3 separate regions of the Mus musculus genome follow, and regions 1 and 2 are each linked to region 3. The links are chromatin contacts, called in public HiChIP or PLAC-seq and Micro-C maps. All regions are on one chromosome and are shown on one strand. Each heading gives the region's core, a stretch centred on a gene start, on an enhancer-like site or on the middle of the called end of the contact. The rest is flanking DNA. Distances are from core to core; before and after follow the strand shown. Region 1 has its middle 29 kb from the start of Gm30193. Region 2 has its middle 48 kb from the start of Krr1. Region 3 has its middle 12 kb from the start of Gm30624.

What was found. Hi-C and Micro-C count contacts between places; a contact is called where the count stands out from the background. HiChIP or PLAC-seq counts read pairs in DNA pulled down with a chosen protein or histone mark.
Region 1: an HNF4G HiChIP or PLAC-seq map of pancreatic cancer cells shows a contact between it and region 3. The contact joins two enhancer-like sites. A contact is called at or near these places in 1 of 15 datasets of contacts at CTCF or cohesin (the NIH/3T3 cell line), 3 of 484 Hi-C or Micro-C datasets (the N1E-115 cell line, nephron progenitors and uterus) and 3 of 115 datasets of contacts at active chromatin or transcription factors (extraembryonic endoderm stem cells, pancreatic cancer cells and trophoblast stem cells).
Region 2: a Micro-C map of the G1E-ER4 cell line shows a contact between it and region 3, with 4 times the contacts expected there. The contact joins two enhancer-like sites. A contact is called at or near these places in 1 of 39 promoter capture datasets (embryonic stem cells), 3 of 15 datasets of contacts at CTCF or cohesin (the G1E-ER4 cell line, the NIH/3T3 cell line and large pre-B cells), 38 of 484 Hi-C or Micro-C datasets (the AML12 cell line, the G1E-ER4 cell line, the HL-1 cell line and 19 more), 12 of 115 datasets of contacts at active chromatin or transcription factors (the NIH/3T3 cell line, T-cell acute lymphoblastic leukemia, astrocytes and 7 more) and 1 of 9 other capture datasets (embryonic stem cells).

Annotation. Positions count from the first base shown.
Region 1 is chr10:111,543,511-111,546,210 of GRCm38.p6, forward strand. No RefSeq gene overlaps it. Among named protein-coding and RNA genes, the nearest start is that of Gm30193, 29 kb to the right of the region's middle. Within about 2 kb of position 1,336, at least 144 of the 459 cell types and tissues checked have an H3K27ac peak or open chromatin away from gene starts, as enhancers often do. A contact at or near this core is called in the N1E-115 cell line, the NIH/3T3 cell line, pancreatic cancer cells and 2 more, where this site is marked.
Region 2 is chr10:111,923,199-111,925,898 of GRCm38.p6, forward strand. No RefSeq gene overlaps it. Among named protein-coding and RNA genes, the nearest start is that of Krr1, 48 kb to the right of the region's middle. Within about 2 kb of position 1,448, at least 60 of the 459 cell types and tissues checked have an H3K27ac peak or open chromatin away from gene starts, as enhancers often do. A contact at or near this core is called in the G1E-ER4 cell line, the NIH/3T3 cell line, neural stem cells and 1 more, where this site is marked.
Region 3 is chr10:111,671,608-111,674,307 of GRCm38.p6, forward strand. No RefSeq gene overlaps it. Among named protein-coding and RNA genes, the nearest start is that of Gm30624, 12 kb to the right of the region's middle. Within about 2 kb of position 1,389, at least 155 of the 459 cell types and tissues checked have an H3K27ac peak or open chromatin away from gene starts, as enhancers often do. A contact at or near this core is called in the G1E-ER4 cell line, the N1E-115 cell line, the NIH/3T3 cell line and 4 more, where this site is marked.

The DNA of each region.
Region 1 (2,700 bases), core at 86-2,585, 130 kb before region 3:
CCTTCACTGCCCTTTTACTCTTGGCTCTGTCTATGTTCTTTGAGAGAACTGTATTTTGCTTTCCTATTAGCATCGGGGAAGGACCCCATTCTGCTTTTATTTCAAACTTCAACCACCCCTACACGTGTTCGATTCCTCTTGAGATGCCATTGATGCGCCAGCCTGGTACTGGAAGCTCACTGCCTTTCCCGAGGCAAGGCTCTGGGATTCCATCTTTTGAATCTCTGAATCACAGATGCCTTCCCACTTGCACACTGGCGGGAGCTCAGTGGACTTCCTCTAAGCAAGCCAAGCAAATTCTCTAAATGCCAGATGTAAGATGGGAATTCAAAGGTCATGGTTCTCCTCTGTGCTGCCCCCATTCCCACCCCGGCTAGGAGTGTGAGAAGTTCACATGACTGCACAAGACACCACTGGGCACTGCTAACTGCCATCCGTGCCAACGCATAGGCTCTGCTCTCTGTATCATAGAATGACTGTCTGTATTTGCTGAGCTTGTCTCTCCTGACCCGAGTCTCCAGCTCTCCCAGCCAATGCATTTGCATCATTTCTGTGTGTGCCTTGTTTGACCTGCCTCTTCTCCAGCACTGTGAGCCGGTCTGTGGGTGGTTCCCCCTCCCAGCCCCCACTGCCATGAAGAATGACAAGGGCAAAGGTCAGAAACTCCTATGATTCATTTCCTCTTTGCTGCACGCAGTGGATAGCTTTCTGGATGAGTCACTCGGATGCCAAGTATGGGACTGGGGTGGGGGCTCCTTTACATGAACCCCAAGGCGCTGCTATGCCCCCTCTCCGTTAGAAGAACAGAGTTCTTAAGAGCCCTTACAATTTTTGTATTTTCCTCCTGTGGTGTTATAAGCCCATCTGTGCCCTCTTTCTTTGTCCTGTTTGCTTGGATAACATTATCATCTTTTGTGGTCTCCTTGAATTCTGACTCCAGAATTGGCAGACACTTAAAATAGACCTCAAATGTGCTCTTATATTAATACATTTTCCAGGGGCTAGAGGAATAGCTCAGTGGGTTAAGTGCATGTTGCATAAGTATGATGGCTTGGGTTCAAATCCCCAGAACCTACATGAAAAAGCCAGATGTGGTTTGGGTGATGGTGGAGATGCACGCCTTTGATCCCAGCTCTCGGGAGGCAGAGAGCTGGATCTCCGAGTTCAAGGCCAGCCTGATCTCCAACGTGAGTTCCAGGACAGCCAGGACTATACAGAGAAACCCTGTCTCTAAAAACAAAAACAAACAAACAAAAGGCTAGATGTGCTGCCTGGCTGATACTTGTAATCTCAGTGCCAAGAGATAGAGAAAGAGAGATTCCCTGGGGTTGCTGGCCAACCAGCCTACTCTAATCTGTAAACTACAGGCCAATGAAAAACTTGGTCTCATAAAACAGGATGGGGCTGGAGAGACAGCTGAGTGGTTCTGAGTAAGTACTTCTCTTGCAGATGATGTAAGTTCAGTTCCGAGCACTGACCTGGGATGGCTCATAATTGACTGTAACTTCAGTTAGAGATTATCTGACACCCTAGCCTGGTCTCTCTAGGTACCTACCTACATATGAACATACCCACACAGAGATACACGCCCACATAACTAAAAATCACCGGGCATTGGTGGTGTATGCTTTTAATCCCAGCAATTGGGATAGGGGACAGAGGCAGAGGCAGATGGATCTCTGAATCCAAGGCTAGCATGGCCTATAGATCAAGTTCCAGGACAGTCAGGATTATACAGAGAAGCCTGTCTCAAAAACAAAAAACAAAACAAAACATAAAAAAAATAAAATAAATGCTAGAAAACAGCAACAATATGGTGGAATGCGTGTGAGGAATGACTCATGAAGATGACTTGGCTTTGACACATGTGCACATATGGAGACACATGAACATGAACACATATACATATACACACACAAAATAAAAATATGCTCTCATGTCATTTAGACTAAACTATTCAGAGAAGTGTAGTCATGGATCCTCAAGAAAAAAAAAATCCGCCTTCCAGAAGGACAGCATATGGCGACAGCAGACATCAGCTAAGGAAGATGACAATTGTACTTCACACTGAGGTCCCTATCAAGGTGTTGTTTCCTCAATGAAGGGAGGTCACTGTTTTGTTTTTGCCTTTATATACAAACAGAAAACTAAGTGCACAGTATAAGAAATAATTATCAACCAAACACCCTCCATCAAGAAATGAAACAGGTCCAGCCCAGAAGCCCCTCCTTTGTTTGCCTTCCAGACAACGCCCTTGCCACTCCTTGGGGTACCCCTATCTGTGGTAGCCACTCCCTTGCTTTTGTGATTATGTCTGTGTGCTGGTTAATTACTTTCAGGGCAGTATCACCTTTATCTTCTGCACATGGCACCGTGTAATTCATTTGTGTTAAGTAATGACCACAGGGGACACGGGGCTAGCTCTGTGTGTGTGTAGTAGTCTTTCTTCTTCTCAGAATTGCACAGAACTGCTAACCCATGTCTCCAGTCGTGAACTAAGAGCACTTCTGCTAAAACATACATTTAGAATGATAACACTGTGGAGGTGAAGTAAGCAAGACACTTGCAGTGGTCCAAGCATGCCAATGCAGTGGTCCAAACCTGACACTGCAGTGGTCCAAGCCTGACACTGCAGTGGTCCAAGCCTGACACTGCAGTGGTCCAAGCATGCCAATGCAGTGGTCCAAGCCTGACACTGCA
Region 2 (2,700 bases), core at 198-2,697, 250 kb after region 3:
ACCCAAACATCAGTTATTAGCTGCTTTCTACAGGAAACACAGCCAGGAATATGCAGTGGCCTCTGAGCTCACCTCTCCTCTGCCTCTACGGACTCTGCTGCACAGTCCTGCTGAGCGAGCGTATCTCTTAAGATTTGTAAAGGTCTTAGCACTGGGAGACAACAATTTATGCTTTTAACGTTAATCAGTAAATCACACACGTACATGTGTATATTCTTTTTCATTAATTGCCTTTTTATTGTTTTTCTTCCAATTACAAATACTTGCCAATGAAATGTTTTAATTGAAAAAATTAAGTCTCATATATATGGCTTCCACATTCACCCTGTAAGGTTTCTTGTACCCTAAATTTCTTTCCTCTCAATGTTTCTTTTCCTTCTTAGTGTCTCCTGCTATTTTACATTTTGCTGATAAGGAGCTTGTGTAATTAATAACCTTATCTCCCTATGTATAAAAAAAACAAATTTAGTGCATTTTAATAAGGAAGTCAGAAGTACAAGGAGACACTTTATTGCCACGTTGACGCTGATAAGACCAGAAATAAGCTGGTTGCTCTGTGACTACACATAATGAATAGTATTTGTGTACGTAGTTTTATTACTTTTGGTGTCAGAGCTTCAATATTTCTTGGGAGTATATTTATGAACAGCTATACAGTTTAGAATTCTTTAATAAGCCGCTCTCACTGGATAACACACTGGTTTTTAAAGTCACTTCATCTTTATGCCTGATCTTAATCTTGTATTTGTAGTTCTCAGCAGGGGCAGGGAGTGCTATTTTCTTAGCTGCTCAGGGTGGGGATGGGGGTGTAGAAGATTGGGAGGGGTTCTAGAAAGGTCACTATGGTCTCATGCAGTCATATATTTTACAACTGCAGCTTGTACACTCCTGAAATGGGGAAAAGTTCCTCTTTTTTTTTTTTTAAGTGCTGAACAAAAACTGAAGGTTTGAAAAGTTTAAGACCCTTGAGAACATGAATAGTTGGATCTCTAGTATCTTTGACTAAGTTTTTACATAGTCCCCATGACAGCCTACTCCTTTGAAGTCAGTCAAGCCTGTGAGATCATGAGGGACTCATAACAGAAGAAGCTCTGTGAAGAGCGGCTGAGTTGCCTCTGCCCTTATTTCCTGCCCATTGATCCTGTGATGTGAGCGTATCTGTTATCTCCTTCTGCAAAAAGAACTGTGTGTGCCACATGACAGTCCTGGGCAGGGCCATGCAGGGTCACACAGCTACGGATGGCTGGGAAGACAAAGTTTGATCTTCTATGAAACATTTATATGCTTGTTTGCTTGTTTGTTTGTTTGTTTGTTTGCAGTAGGCTTGCTTCCTACTCTGTCCTTCCAGGACAAAGGCAGAAGTGAGTGGGTAGGAATCACAACAACTTCTCCCCTCTGATGTTACCCTCTGACTAGGGGAGTTGATAGTAAGGCCGGGACTTCCCAATTAGCATGCTTTTTTTTTTTTTTAGCAAGGGGACCTGTTTTACTGAGTTGGGGTAGAAGACACATCCTTCCTTTGGACTGGCTTCCCCATTCGATGTATCCCCATGCTGCTTATTATTAAGATGAGCTAAAGATCAAGGTTTACAGCACTCTATAGCACCCAGTGCTGTGCTAGCTTCTCCAGTGCGTTCCTGTCCTGGACACCTCCATGATGGTTATTGAAGTCCGTTGGTTGGCTTTCCAAAAAGTGAGGAGGTTTGAATCTGGCATTCTTGGGAAAACTCTTTCTGTGATCTTTTTCTCGCCTACCCTCTCTGGTTTCCCATGAAAGGCAGGAATGCTCAACTAATCCCTCCTGCTCCCTGGTCTGTGGGCTGTAATTAGGGTTTAAAGAAACAATGTCTCCACTTTGGTGGAATTCATGCTGTTCCCGTTGGAGACTGAAGCAGGTATACAATGCGCTCATAGTCTTTACACTCTATCTTCAGTAACACCTTGAACCACTTCATCCAATATTCCTTTCCTTCTTCAAAGAGCAACATTTAACTCCTTCATTTTATTGCATAGATAATGCCTTTGTTTCTGAACGATACAGCATGTGTGACTGTTACGCACACAAAGGGAGGAAAAAAGGTTATTTATTAAGTAAGTTATTCACCGTAGCAAATTTTAGTGATTTTTCAAACCAGAGCAACCAGTTTTTTCCTGATCCGTCGTCATTAATTTGACAAATACCTTCTCCTTAAAAGTTTACTACAGAAAGATTTCGTTTTTATAGGCACACTTTCTTTAATGTATGCTTTAGTGATTCTGAATATTAAGTGCTACCAGCATCTCTTGCTCTGAGCTTAGCAAGCGAAGAAAGCACCGTCAGTGAATTCTGCCTCAAGTCAGAGAAAATGTCTTTTGCCCCTCTTTTCTCCAAAGAAATAAAATCTTTATGTGCTCGGCATGTGGGGTAGGAAATAACAAGGAGGTCATTGTTCTCTGTCCCGCCTAACTGCAAGTGTAAAGACTGTTATTCTTTCGAGCACTGCCCCCTAGCGGGGAAAATTTCACGTTTTTCGACTGGGTATCTTTAAATGCCTTCCCATCGCTTGTTCATGCCCTTTCTGCAAGGATGCTGACCCTGTTCGTCATGTGTGTTAAGATAACACTTAGAATGTGAGTTCCTGACAGCATGGGGGCCTTTACCTAACAGTCTCACTGAGCTGAAACACGGAATAGATGAGAAGAAATAGATTGTAGCTTCTC
Region 3 (2,700 bases), core at 139-2,638:
TAGTGCCTGGCTTGGGGAAGACAGAAGAGACTTTAGGACCAGGGGCCCGTTGGGTTGGGTGGACCGGTTGGATTCAGGTAGTTTGAGGTCTTGAGCCTGGTAGTCAGTTTTCTTGAAGCCTGTTCTCAGTCTAGAGGCAAGCAAGGGATCATGTAAATTCGAGAAGAGAAAACTGAGTGTCCACAAGGTGAGGCAGATTTCTCCATTTAATGAGATCTGAGCAAAGTTTGAAAAGGACTGGTGTATATAAGGTTGACATTATCCATTTAGAAAATGATTTTCTGTGGCCTCAGCAAGGGCAGATGTGTATATTAGCGACATACATCACCACCTGTGATTCCAGTTCACAGTTCTGAATTTTCATTCAGAGGTTACAGTATAGATTCATTAGATCGTATATTATCAGATTACAGCATAGATTCATTAGAACACACCAGGCCAATAAAGATGCCACGCTGTTGAAGACTAAGCAGATTCTGTTGATGCTCCTGCCCTTCCGTCATGACTTCCGGGTTTCTCTACTTGAACTTCTTGACGTTTTGGGTCAGATTTTTCTGTGGGGAGATGTTCTGTCCATTGTGCGGGCTTTTTTTGGTGGCATCCTGGCCTCCCCATCCACCCGAGATGCCTGCAGTGTCTCCGTCATGACAGCTGCTGTCTGGGAAGCAAAAGTGCCCTCTTCCACACATAAGAGATTATCATTGAACCAGAAGATTAAAAAGGAAATGAGTTTATATGTGTTTATATGCATGCCTGTCTGTGCATGTAAACACGCCACTGCGGTCTGAACGTTTGGGTTCTCTCAAATTCTGTGTGGAAGCAAAATCAGCAACGCCATGACTTTGCATCACGGGGCTGTGGGAGAGGTGACTTTCTCCTTCCGTGTGTGGGGTGCAGCCCCTCCTGATGATACCCAAAGGTGGGCATTTGCAGTCATGTCCTATGAAGGCCCAGTGAGAAAGTGCCCTCTATGAATCAGGAAATACTCCTTCAAAAGACAGTGACTCTGCTGTCACTGGGCTTTAAGAACTGGGACTTTAAGAACTGTGGGGAGGAAATTGCTGTCACTTGTGAAATACCCAGTTCATGGGTTCTGTTCTGCCAACCTCAGCGGATGAAGACTAATTTTCTTCTTTCTCTGAGATGTGAAACTAACAGAGGCCTTTTACAATCTCCCTAGCTTCTCATGAATAGACGGGCAGCTCGGGTAACTTTGACTTAACAGACTGATTCTCCTTCCCTTCCACTTGAAAAGCTGATTCATCCTGAAGAATGGGGTGACAGCAGATCTGATCCTTGGCTGATTAGAGCTGAGTTGGAGAGAGGCTGTCAAACCGGATCTGCCGGGCTTCGCTCTATTGAGTGAGGTCATTCAGAGTGAAACTGGAGACTCTACTGTAAACACTTGACTCCAGCAAGGCATCCCAAGGGCACTTAGCGAAGTTGTTCCTGAGCCTTTAGGGCCTGGGGAGAGATTCAGTGGGTTGACTCATTTCATTTTATTTACTTTTTCTTCCAGTAAAATCTATATTTGTTTTGAAATAGTGGTGGAGGAATTGAGGACGTCAGAATGGTGTCCTTAGGGATGTATAAGGGACAGTGTAGAAGGGATACTTATAGCTGTGTCAAGTCATAAAAGCAAAAGGTGGGGAGCAACTTTAGAGTTCGATTATCTGCGTCCCCCAACCCATCCAACCCACTGCAATGGATCCTATAGGGGAATTGAGATTAGGCACTGACCAACCAGTGTTTGGTTACTCTCTCCTTTAGCAGAGTTTGGCAGAGTTGGTCAGTTTCCTGTTGTAACAGTCTTATCTGGGCTTCCTCTATATCATGCAGAACTCCCACCCCACCCCCACCCCAGTTTGTCTCTTTTTCAGGCTTCTCTTTGTGAGGCTGTGAATGGTGGATTTTCTACACAGTTTTCTTTCTTTCCTTTGAATGCCCCTTCCCTGAGTTTGCCAGGTCCCCCAAATGCTAAAAATCTATACTCCTAGTCCAGCATTTGTTTTTTGTTTTTGTTTTTTAATTCAAACCAGACTCGCATTTTCAATTATGTCATTAACCTTTCCTCCTAGATGTCTAACAGACATCTCAGACTGAACATGGCCCCAGTAGGGCAATTGTGCCCCTTTCATCTTGTAGTGCTGGCCAGTGGCCTCACTGGGTACCCTCTTTTCTCACTGTGGTCTTTTCATCGTCCCAAGAGTGACCCCATGAACATTGTTGAAAGCCATTTTCTTAGTCCTGTCTTTGAATGACATCCCATTGACCAAGAATAAAATTCCAGGTCATTTACAATGCTCACACGACTTCAAATACCCAGTGCTGGCATTTAGTCTAGGCTCTGCCCCACAGTTACCGGACCACAGCCAGATGTGCCTGCCTCACTATAAAAGGGGCTGCTTGCCCCCTCCTCTCCCTCTCTTGCTCTCTAGAGCTCTTGCTCCTTTCTCTTCTCCTCTTGCTCCTGCCCCCCCTCTCTAGAGCTTCTGTTGCTGCCCCCTCTCAACCCTCAGCTCTTAATTATAGGCCTTTCCCATCATCCACTCCCATGTCTCCTCACACCACTCGTCGACATTACAGACTAGGTTATACACTCTACGACATTTCTTCATGAAGTGAAGGGAAGCTCACGGAGAGGCTCTGTTCCTAGGTGCCTGGCAAACGGTAGGTGTGTAATGAACACGCATATATCAC